Linked DNA regions of Triticum aestivum: region 1 is linked to region 2. Evidence: chromatin contacts called from public Hi-C data. All regions are on one chromosome and are shown on one strand. Each heading gives the region's core, a stretch centred on a gene start, on an enhancer-like site or on the middle of the called end of the contact. The rest is flanking DNA. Distances are from core to core; before and after follow the strand shown.

What was found. Hi-C and Micro-C count contacts between places; a contact is called where the count stands out from the background.
Region 1: a Hi-C map of leaf shows a contact between it and region 2, with 9 times the contacts expected there. The contact joins the promoter of LOC123181025 here to the promoter of LOC123167492 in region 2. A contact is called at or near these places in 2 of 5 Hi-C or Micro-C datasets (both in leaf).

What each region holds. Positions count from the first base shown.
Region 1 is chr1D:209,197,931-209,203,203 of IWGSC CS RefSeq v2.1, forward strand. LOC123181025 (probable phosphoribosylformylglycinamidine synthase, chloroplastic/mitochondrial) reads left to right here and starts at 2,642. Exons shown (of 4, transcript XM_044593235.1): 1 at 2,642-2,758; 2 at 4,137-4,231; 3 at 4,316-5,273. The coding sequence starts at 4,166.
Region 2 is chr1D:208,804,332-208,809,246 of IWGSC CS RefSeq v2.1, forward strand. It overlaps LOC123167492 (ribonuclease 1), which reads left to right and starts at 3,433. Exons shown (of 4, transcript XM_044585332.1): 1 at 3,433-3,630; 2 at 3,980-4,141; 3 at 4,244-4,433; 4 at 4,528-4,915. The coding sequence starts at 3,529. The coding sequence ends at 4,832.

The DNA of each region.
Region 1 (5,273 bases), core at 1,392-3,891, 390 kb after region 2:
CAATTCTGCTGAAAACAACGTCAGTCCGGGTTAGTTCCATTCAAATCATGCAAGTTAGAGTCCAAAACAAGGGCAAAAGTGTTTAGAAAAGTAGATACGATGGAGACATATCAGAGCATGATATTTTTTTTGATTGTCATCCTTTGTGTGGAGGTCGGGATCGTGCGATGATTAACTCCTACCAACCCTTCCCCTAGGAGCATGCATGTAGTACTTTGTTTCGATGACTAATAGATTTTTGTGATAAGTATGTGAGTTCTTTATGACTAATGTTGACTCCATGGATTATACGCACTCTCACCCTTCCACCATTGCTAGCCTCTCTAGTACCGCGCAACTTTCGCCGGTACCATACACCCACCATATACCTTTCTCAAAACAGCCACCATATCTACCTATTATGGCATTTCCATAGCCATTCCGAGATAGATTGCCATGCAACTCCACCGTTTCGTTTATTATGGCATGCATCATCATTGTCATATTGCTTTGCATGATCTTGTAGTTGACATCGTGTTTGTGGCAAAGCCACCGTTCATAATTCTTTCATACATACCACTCTTGATTCATTGCACATCCCGGTACACCGTCGGAGGCATTCACATAGAGTCATGTTTTGTTCTAGTATCGAGTTTTAATTCTTGAGTTTTAAGTAAATAAAAGTGTGATGATCTTCATTATTAGAGCATTGTCCCATGTGAGGAAAGGATGATGGAGACTATGATTCCCCCACAAGTCGGGATGAGACTCCGGATGAAAAAAAGAGGCCAAAAAATGAGAAAAGGCCCAAATAAAAAATAAGAGAAAAGAGAGAAGGGGCAATGTTACTATCCTTTTACCACACTTGTGCTTCAAAGTAGCACCATGATCTTGATGATAGAGAGTCTCCGATGTTATCACTTTCATATACTAGTGGGAATTTTTCATTATAGAACTTGGCTTGTATATTCCAATGATGGGCTTCCTCAAATTGTCCTAGGTCTAAATGGATGTGGCTCCTAAATGGTCGTGGTGTTGATTGGAAAATCGGAGGGAGATGCTCACCGAGGATTGGAGCCGAGGCGCGTCGTCGCCTCCCTGCATCTCCGTCGTCGTCGCCTACCATGGTCTTCATCGCCGAAACCCTAGCATTGGGAATCAAACCGGGCTGACCTCAAGGAGAGGAAAAACAAATTGACTTGTTCTACGACATCCGACAGTGAAAGGGGGAGGTGTAGATGTGTACCTCAGCACCGGAGATCGTCGGAATTAGATGCATTGTTGGGCTAGGCCCAATAGGCTAGTGAGCCAGAAGAGAAATTAAAGCAACACCACCACCTAAAGACAAAGACTCATAAAATAAAAAGAGTCCAAAATAATAAAAAGACCCAAAATAATAAAATATTCAAAATAAGTATTCTTAGTTTAATAACAAAAAGACTCAAAAAATAATAAAAGCACTCAAAATATAATAGACACATAATAAATATTCTTACTTTAACAACTAGAAGACTCAAAAAATAATAAAAGACTTAAAAATACAATATTAAAATGTTCACCATTTGCAAACAACAAAAAGGTAAAACAATTAAAAGACTCAAAATATAATATAAATGTTTACCATTTACAAAATAATATTATCACTTTAATAAAGTAATACCGATATTTTTTATCATTATAATTAATAAATACTTAAAACACATGATAAATTAATTCAAATAATATTCTTACCTTAATAAAAAAAGGCAAACATTATTTCTGGCGTACGAGGAATCATGACGCCAACAGTAGACTAATTACCTACGGCGTTCATACCAATGCCACCACTAACTTGTGCATTGTCAGTACAACTAGGCCCACAATATTAAAAAGCAACGCCACCACTAACTGTGTAAGGCTGGTGCACCAAATATGCCAACACCACCACTATTTATAGTACAAAACCATTACTTCCCCCATTAGGTAGAGCATGGATCAGACACCATATCTCAATGGAATCTAGTAGTACAAGCGATGGTTTTGTGAACCCATCATATGTTGCAAGGACAACAACATTGCCACGGAATGCCCACGGTCACTCGTTCCCGGTCTCCCAGGAATTGGAATTGCAGTGTATATAGATTATCATTAAGCGTCCATATTTTTACCTCCTTTGCAAGATCCAAAGCCACTCGCATGTTTCTAAAAAACCAGTACTGGCTATAGGGTTTTTCCATGTGCACCCGCGCAATCGCCATCCATCGAGTTGCCTCTGGAGGCAGCTCGTCCTCTTCCACCACCACGTCCACTAGATCATCCTCTTTGAGCGCTAGTTCACATATCACCGCCTCCGCATCACTTGTTCCCGAGCCTGACCCTGAGGCCGAAGCCCTCTCGCTCATCTTGTTGCTCTTGCCCGATGAAGATTGTCACCGAGCGGTGATTCCTATCTCTTGCTCCCAACAGGAGGAAGGAAGGGGAAGGTCGATCTCAATGGCGGCTGGAGTCGTCGCCACGAGGAGAAAAACCCTAACGTGAGGGGAAACGTTTTCTCTATTTTTTTTGGGAAAAAAACGTTTTCTCCCGTTTTCTCTAGTGATGACTCGAGAGAAACTGTTTCCTGAGAAGCTGTAGGCCGCATGACCTCGTCGGCCAGAGGCCCAATCATGCAGAGGCGCAACTCCAACGGCCCAAGAATAAGGGAAACAAAAGGCAGTGAAGAATCCCTATTCGGCCGCCGCTCGTCCCGATACTGCTGTCCCTGTCCTCGCTGTGCGCCGCCTCGTCCGCACGCGCTCAGGTGCGCCGCCCTTCGAGTCGCCGGCGCCGGTCTCCGTTCCTTCCACTGCGCTGCCCTTTCTTCCGTACCACCTTAGTCCCTAGCCTAGCCGTCCGCACGCCATCGACGTAGCCGCTGCCGGAAGCAGTGACTGGCCGCAGTCTTCGCGCCGTTCCCGACGGCGACCGGCTGAGAGCCGACCTCCCCTAGTCCCCTTCATCGCCGTGGTCACCCACGCAACCACGTGCAGGCGCCCGGCGGCATCACCGTTTGCAACCAGTTCGGCAACACTGCTCGTCTGGTCCGTCAGCGACGGCGGGGGGCTTGCTCTGCCTATTTTCCTCCGCTGACTTGCGGTTGTCAACGGCTCCGGCGCCGTGCTCTGGTCGTCCGGCTGCTGCATTGTTCTGAACTTCTGAAGGTTGTTAAGATTTTAGAACCGATTCTGTGGCAACTAGTTATATTAGCTAGTTAGTAGTAGTTGTAATTAGTCCATCAATTGATTTCGGTTCTTATTTGTAGAAATGAATAGAAAGACTTTGCACAGTTGTTTTGCTAGTAATTCAAATGTCTTTCTGTTATTCCCGAACCCAACACAGTATGGTCAAACATGTTGGTTCAAAACTATGGCTATTTTGCTAGAAAGATCCAGTAAACACTACATGTACCTAGTAATCTAGGATTTTTTTAGCTTATTTGAATTATAGGATATGAGATATTGAATCTTTTGCTAAACAGATCCTTTTTTCTTTGCAAATATTACATGTTCCCAGTAGTATTCTTGGAAAATTTGGCCTTACTTGAACTAAAGGATTGAGAGAAAATGGCTTTTTTTCCTCACTGTTAACTTTGAGCCCGCCCTCAATTTTCACCCTGGATTCGCCACTGTGTGTGTGGTTGGTAATGTGGTTTGCTGAATCGCTCATGTAGCTGCGGTTGAACTATCTGACCATTCAAAAAACAGTTGAACTATCTTGCATTTGATAGACCCTCTTATGATTTCAACCCACTTTATTCATTTCATATAAGAGAACTCTCCGATTCAATGAAAGAACCCTGTCTATGTGAGTATGTGAATGCTGAAACTACTAAAAATTTCATGAATATTTCGATAAAATAAGCAAGTTGTTTGTTTCTCGTTGCACAGTCTAACCACTGTATTTTCATTCAACGTGATTTCTATCCTGGAACAATGAACAAACATATTGACCTTGGTCTTGACATGTGTATGTGTGTACATATATCCTTTTTGCTTACATCGTAAAAATATAATGAAATAAATTCCCGAGTTCAATATTTGCTAATGACACAAAATAATTTTGTTGTTTTTAATTTTTTAGAGCTAACTTTAGTTAAGCTCAGCGGCTCAATGCCTGATTTTCCGTTCGGTGGTTCACAGGTTCTTGGAGGATCTTAGGTTTCGTGAATATGGCATCTCATGCTGAAATGACGGGAAGCAATATGCTACGTCTTCAAAGCTTTCCTAGTAATATGGTATGCACCCAGTTGAATTATCAACTAAATATGCTTCTCTTTTCGGCAAGTAATCATTCTCATGTTCTTCTCTTTTTGTACCAGGGAAAACAAAGGAGTAGTTTTATCTCCACAAGACACCTTCCCTTGAGAAGGCCACGAGTGGTTCGACATTGCCTGGACCTACGTCATCTTTGCCGTTTACCTAATCAAAGGGCTATTGTGCCAAATATCAGAACAATGCCTGCTCTCACTGCCGCAGTATCCAGGGGAGTTAATAGTCCATTGATAGAGGCATCTGTCGATGACATGGAATTAGTTTCAAGGATTATTCACTTTTATCGCAAACCACTTCTTCAAGAGAGTGAGGCCAAGGAGTTACTCAGGAAAGTGCAGGCAAAGGTTTCTTCTAATATTATTGATATAAAGACTGAGCAATGCTTCAATGTTGAGTTGGAGGATTCACTAAGTTCTGCGAAGCTTGCAACACTTAAGTGGCTCCTAGCAGAAACTTATGAACCTGACAACTTACAAACAGGGAGCCTTCTGGAGGAGGAGGTTTCTATGAGTCCTTATTCCTTCCTTGTTGAGGTCGGTCCCCGGATGACATTTTCGACAGCTTTCTCGACTAATGCTGTCTCGATTTGTAAAGCTCTATCTTTAATGGAAGTAACTCGCCTGGAGAGGTCTAGAAGATATCTTTTGTGCCTTCAGCCTGGTAGTGACCCACTTGATGAAAGCCAACTCAACAGCTTTGCTGCTCTGGTTCATGACAGGATGACAGAGTGTGTTTATCCTAGCAAGCTCACATCATTCCGGTCAGATGTAGTTCCAGAACCTGTCAGTGTTATACCAGTCATGGAAAAGGGAAGGGAAGCACTGGAGGAAATAAATCTTAAAATGGGGCTGGCTTTTGATGAACAAGATATCAAGTACTACACTCACCTCTTCAGAGATGACATCAAACGCAATCCAACTACCGTGGAACTTTTTGACATAGCGCAATCCAATAGTGAGCACAGCAGACATTGGTTTTTTAATGGAAAGCTTGAGATAGATGGAG
Region 2 (4,915 bases), core at 2,183-4,682:
GACCGAGTAGTCTGACAGCAACGGCAGGTTCCACAAACAACTGTCCGAAGAGAGTCAAGCTGGCGCCAGATGGCAGAGCACTGTGAATAGAACTCATCGACAGAAGAGTCACCTTGCTGGAGTGCGTGCTCCTGACGCACCACAGAGAGGTAGAGAGCATCATCAGAGGGCTGATAGCGCTGACAGAGGTAAGACCACATCACGACAACTGTGCCAAGTCCCATGAACTCCGAGGCAAACTGAGGGAGGACACTCGCAGTGAGAACAGCAGCAGGCCGAGCATCATCATTGCACCACTGAGTGTAAGCAGACAGGTCATCACGGTACATAGAAAGAGCATATGAATAAGCGGATACTTGCTGATCATACGCATCAACCGCAGCATCATCTAGGGCCTTGGCGGCATCCCGGTCAGCCTGAGAAGCATCAGCAGCAAGGACCGACGGCATTGGTGGAATTGGGGCCACAGGCGCAACAGGGCATGGCGGACAAGGGACTTCGCCACAGAGAACACCCCATAGAAGAAGACCGCGCAGATGGATGCACATGAAACCCACAAACTCAGCATAGTTGGTGCCATCAAAGATCACCGAGCACCGAGCGACAGCTGAAGGAAATATGCCCTAGAGGCAATAATAAAGTTATTATTTATTTCCTTATATCATGATAAATGTTTATTATTCATGCTAGAATTGTATTAACCGGAAACGTAACACTTGTGTGAATACATAGACAAACAGAGTGTCACTAGTATGCCTCTACTTGACTAGCTCGTTAATCAAAGATGGTTATGTTTCCTAGCCATTGACATGGGTTGTCATTTGATTAACGGGGTCACATCATTAGGAGAATGATTTGATTGACTTGACCCATTCCGTTAGCTTAGCACTCGATCGTTTAGTATGTTGCTATTGCTTTCTTCATGACTTATACATGTTCCTATGACTATGAGATTATGCAACTCCCGTTTACCGGAGGAACACTTCGTGTGCTACCAAACGTCACAACGTAACTGGGTGATTATAAAGGTGCTCTATAGGTGTCTCCGAAGGTACTTGTTGGGTTGGCGTATTTCGAGATTAGGATTTTCACTCCGATTGTCGGAGAGGTATCTCTGGGCCCACTCGGTAATGCACATCACTTAAGCCTTGCAAGCATTGCAACTAATGAGTTAGTTGCGGGATGATGTATTACGGAACGAGTAAAGAGACTTGCCGGTAATGAGATTGGACTAGGTATTGAGATACCGACGATCGAATCTCGGGCAAGTAACATACCGATGACAAAGGGAACAACGTATGTTGTTATGCGGTCTGACCGATAAAGATCTTCGTAGAATATGTGGGAGCCAATATGAGCATCCAGGTTCCGCTATTGGTTATTGACCGGAGACGTGTCTCGGTCATGTCTACATAGTTCTCGAACCCGTAGGGTCCGCACGCTTAACGTTTCGATGACAGTTATATTATGAGTTTATATGTTTTGATGTACCGAAGGTTGTTCGGAGTCCCGGATGTGATCACGGACATGATGAGGAGTCTCGAAATGGTCGACACATGAAGATTGATATATTGGAAGCCTATATTTGGATATCGGAAGTGTTTCGGGTGAAATTGGGATTTTACCGGAGTACCGGAGGGGTTACCGGAACCCCCCGGGGGTTAATGGGCCATAGTGGGCCTTAGTGGAGAAGAGGAGAGGTGGCCAGGGCAAGGGCCGCGCGCCCCTCCCCCCTAGTCCGAATAGGACAAGGAGAGGATGGCGGCGCCCCCCCCCCCTTTCCTTCTTCTCCTCCACCTCTTTCCCCCTCTTCTCCTAATCCAACAAGGAAAAGGGAGGGAGTCCTACTCCTGGTGCGAGTAGGACTCCTCCTGGCGCGCCCTTTCCTGGCCGGCCGCACCTCCCCCCTTGCTCCTTTATATACGGGGGCAGGGGGGCACCCTAGAGACACAACAATTGATCGTTTGATCTTTTAGCCGTGTGCGGTGCCCCCCTCCACCATAGTCCACCTCGATAATACTGTAGCGGTGCTTAGGCGAAGCCCTGCGTCGGCAGAACATCATCATCGTCACCACGCCATCGTGCTGACAAAACTCTCCCTCAACACTCGGCTGGATCGGAGTTCGAGGGACGTCATCGGGCTGAATATGTGCTGAACCCGGAGGTGTCGTGCGTTCGGTACTTGATCGGTCGGATCGTGAAGACGTACGACTACATCAACCGCGTTGTGCTAACGCTTTCGCTTTCGGTCTACGAGGATACGTGGACAACACTCTCCTCTCTCGTTGCTATGCATCACCATGATCTTGCGTGTGCGTCGTTCCCCAACAACATCGACATAGCCTGAAGAGGACATGGAGAAGTCACTCCTTTTTTTTGGAGGAGGCCCGAACTGAATCCGGACGGAGAGGCCCGAACTGAGTCCGGAGCGAGAGGCCCGAACTGAATCCGGACGGAGAGGCCCGAACTAAGTCCGGAGCAAGAGGGCCGAACAGCTCAGAGCCCCGCTCACGAAGAGGAAGTCAACGAGCGGGGGTCGGGAGCCAAACGCGAACGGCACGAGCCAAGGCGCGACTGCTGGGGTCGGCAGCCAACCAGGCCGGGACGGAAGCACGGCGGCGGCGCTGGGTTGGAGCAGAATAGCAGCAGCCGGCAGATCTGAGCGGCGGCGACCGGGAAATCCGAGCAGCGGCGGCCGGGAGATGGCGGCCTGGGCGGAGCAGTAGTAGGGGCTGCGCCGGGGCAGAGCAGGGCCGAAGCGGCCAGTGGATCCAAGATGCGGTGGCCGTGGAGGGCACAGAGCAGAGCAGCGGCAGCTGGGGCGGATCCGGACTCGAAGCAGCGACCGAGCCGGACGCGAAGCAGCGACCGAGCCGGGGCGGAGCAGAGCTGCGCCAGAGGATGAAGAGAGACGGTGGCCGGAGACAGCAGCGTGGCTGCCGGAGACGGCGGCCGGAGACTAGGTACGAGGTGCACGGAGTTGCATCGTGCGGGAGGGAGGGGCTAACCTAGCATTTGATACCATGTTGGATATTCAGCAACTGACTTTACTAAGGGCCAAAGGCCAATACATATATAGATGTGGTAAAGTGCAGAAAAGCCCTTTATACGCTGGGGAGCTACAGAGAGGACCTATACACATCTAACACATTATACCAGGGTAACGGAATTACAGGGGTAATACCTCCGTATCAGGAACTATTGTGTAAATCTAGTTCAAAACCATACTGAAGTGTATGTCTTTTTTTGGGGGGGGGGGGGGAAGTAGGAAGTATAGTTATCAAGTTGTTATTTCAGTACTACTGTCTACGGAGTATAAGAGATCTTATCGTTTAGACGTGTGGACGAGAATGGGGCACAATATACGCACCACAAAAAATATGAAATGAGGGGGGACGGTAGGCATGCCCAACGTCCTATAAATACCCTTGCACCCCGTAGTCACTCCTCACCAAGGCATTTCTCGGTGTCCAAATAAGCGCACTAGCGAGCAAAGTTTGTTAGACAGAAACCAAGCAAGGTTTCGGTATGGCTTTCAGGACAGCACTCCTGTGCCTTCTTGGCATGCTGATAGCTTCCCCTGCCATTGCCGTTTCTGATTCTGGTACCTACTACCAGATTGGTTTAATGGTATGGACGTGCAAAGCATGACAACATAGTGGCAATTTTTATTCGTTTTTATTTGTATTTATTACATCATTCAAAATTTCTACACATGATAGTTAGCATTCAGTTGTTCACTGTACGTGCATATGCCTCACCTAAAACGTGTAGTATGTGTGATACGAACCATCTTGACGGATGTGGACATGCGAGATTATCATGCACGTGGTTTTATGGACCACCTGTTTGTCGAGGCCATTGGTTATATATACTATATTGTTAATCTAGTATTTCACCATTGAAAAGCTCTCATCATCCAGAATAATAATGGTTCTAAAACATGACTCACCCGCGATGTAATAATCCATGGACACAGTGGCCGGGAGCATACTGCGCGCAGACCACCCGCGGATGCTGCATGCCCAAGAGCCCTGTCGTGCCGGCGGCCGACTTCTACGTATCGGGCTTTACCGTCTTCAACGCGACGACCGACGCCCCCGAGACCAGCTGCAGCAGCACTCCTCTCAACTCCGACGAGGTAACTAATTTGCTTTCAACTATGACGAGGTAATTAATTTCTGTCCAGCGCTTTGCGGATTCTTACCACTGTGATGCATGCAATGTTTTGCGTTTACTGCAGATTCTGGAAATCAGCGGTCTGAGGCAGTTCTGGAGCAACATCAAGTGCCCCAGCAACAACGGCCAGAGCAGCTGGAAGAGCGCCTGGAAGACGTCCGGCGTCTGCTCCGGCCTCGACGACAAGGCCTACTTCCAAGCCGCCATCGCCCTCCGTAGCAAGATCAACCCCCTCTCTCGCCTCGTCTCCAAAGGTGACGCATGCATGCATCCATGGCTCATGACTGCCGTTTTCTTGGAAAGGAAATCATCACATTGATTGAGTACGTATTGGTATTGTCATTGCAGGGATCAAGCCGGACTTTGGCCTGTACAGCTTGGAGAAGATCAAGAAGGTCATCCAGGCGGGCACCGGCGTGACGCCGGTGATCCAGTGCAGCGAAGGGCCGTTCGATAAGTTCCAGCTGTACCAGATCTTCATCTGCGTGGCCAGGGACGCCGAAACGCTCATCGAGTGCCCGAAACCGCAGAAGTTCACGTGCTCCGACGAGATCCTCTTCCACCCCTTCAAGAAGTGGATGCTAAAGCAGGCCGCGTCCTCGGTGTCCTACGCCGAAGCATTCGAGATGGCCGGCGCCGCCATGGGATACTGAGCTGCAGCTGCAGATCGGTAGCCGGTCGGGCCCTTGACCGGTCTCGTCTTGTGAGTTGCGTTCCAGCGAATAATAAATACTAC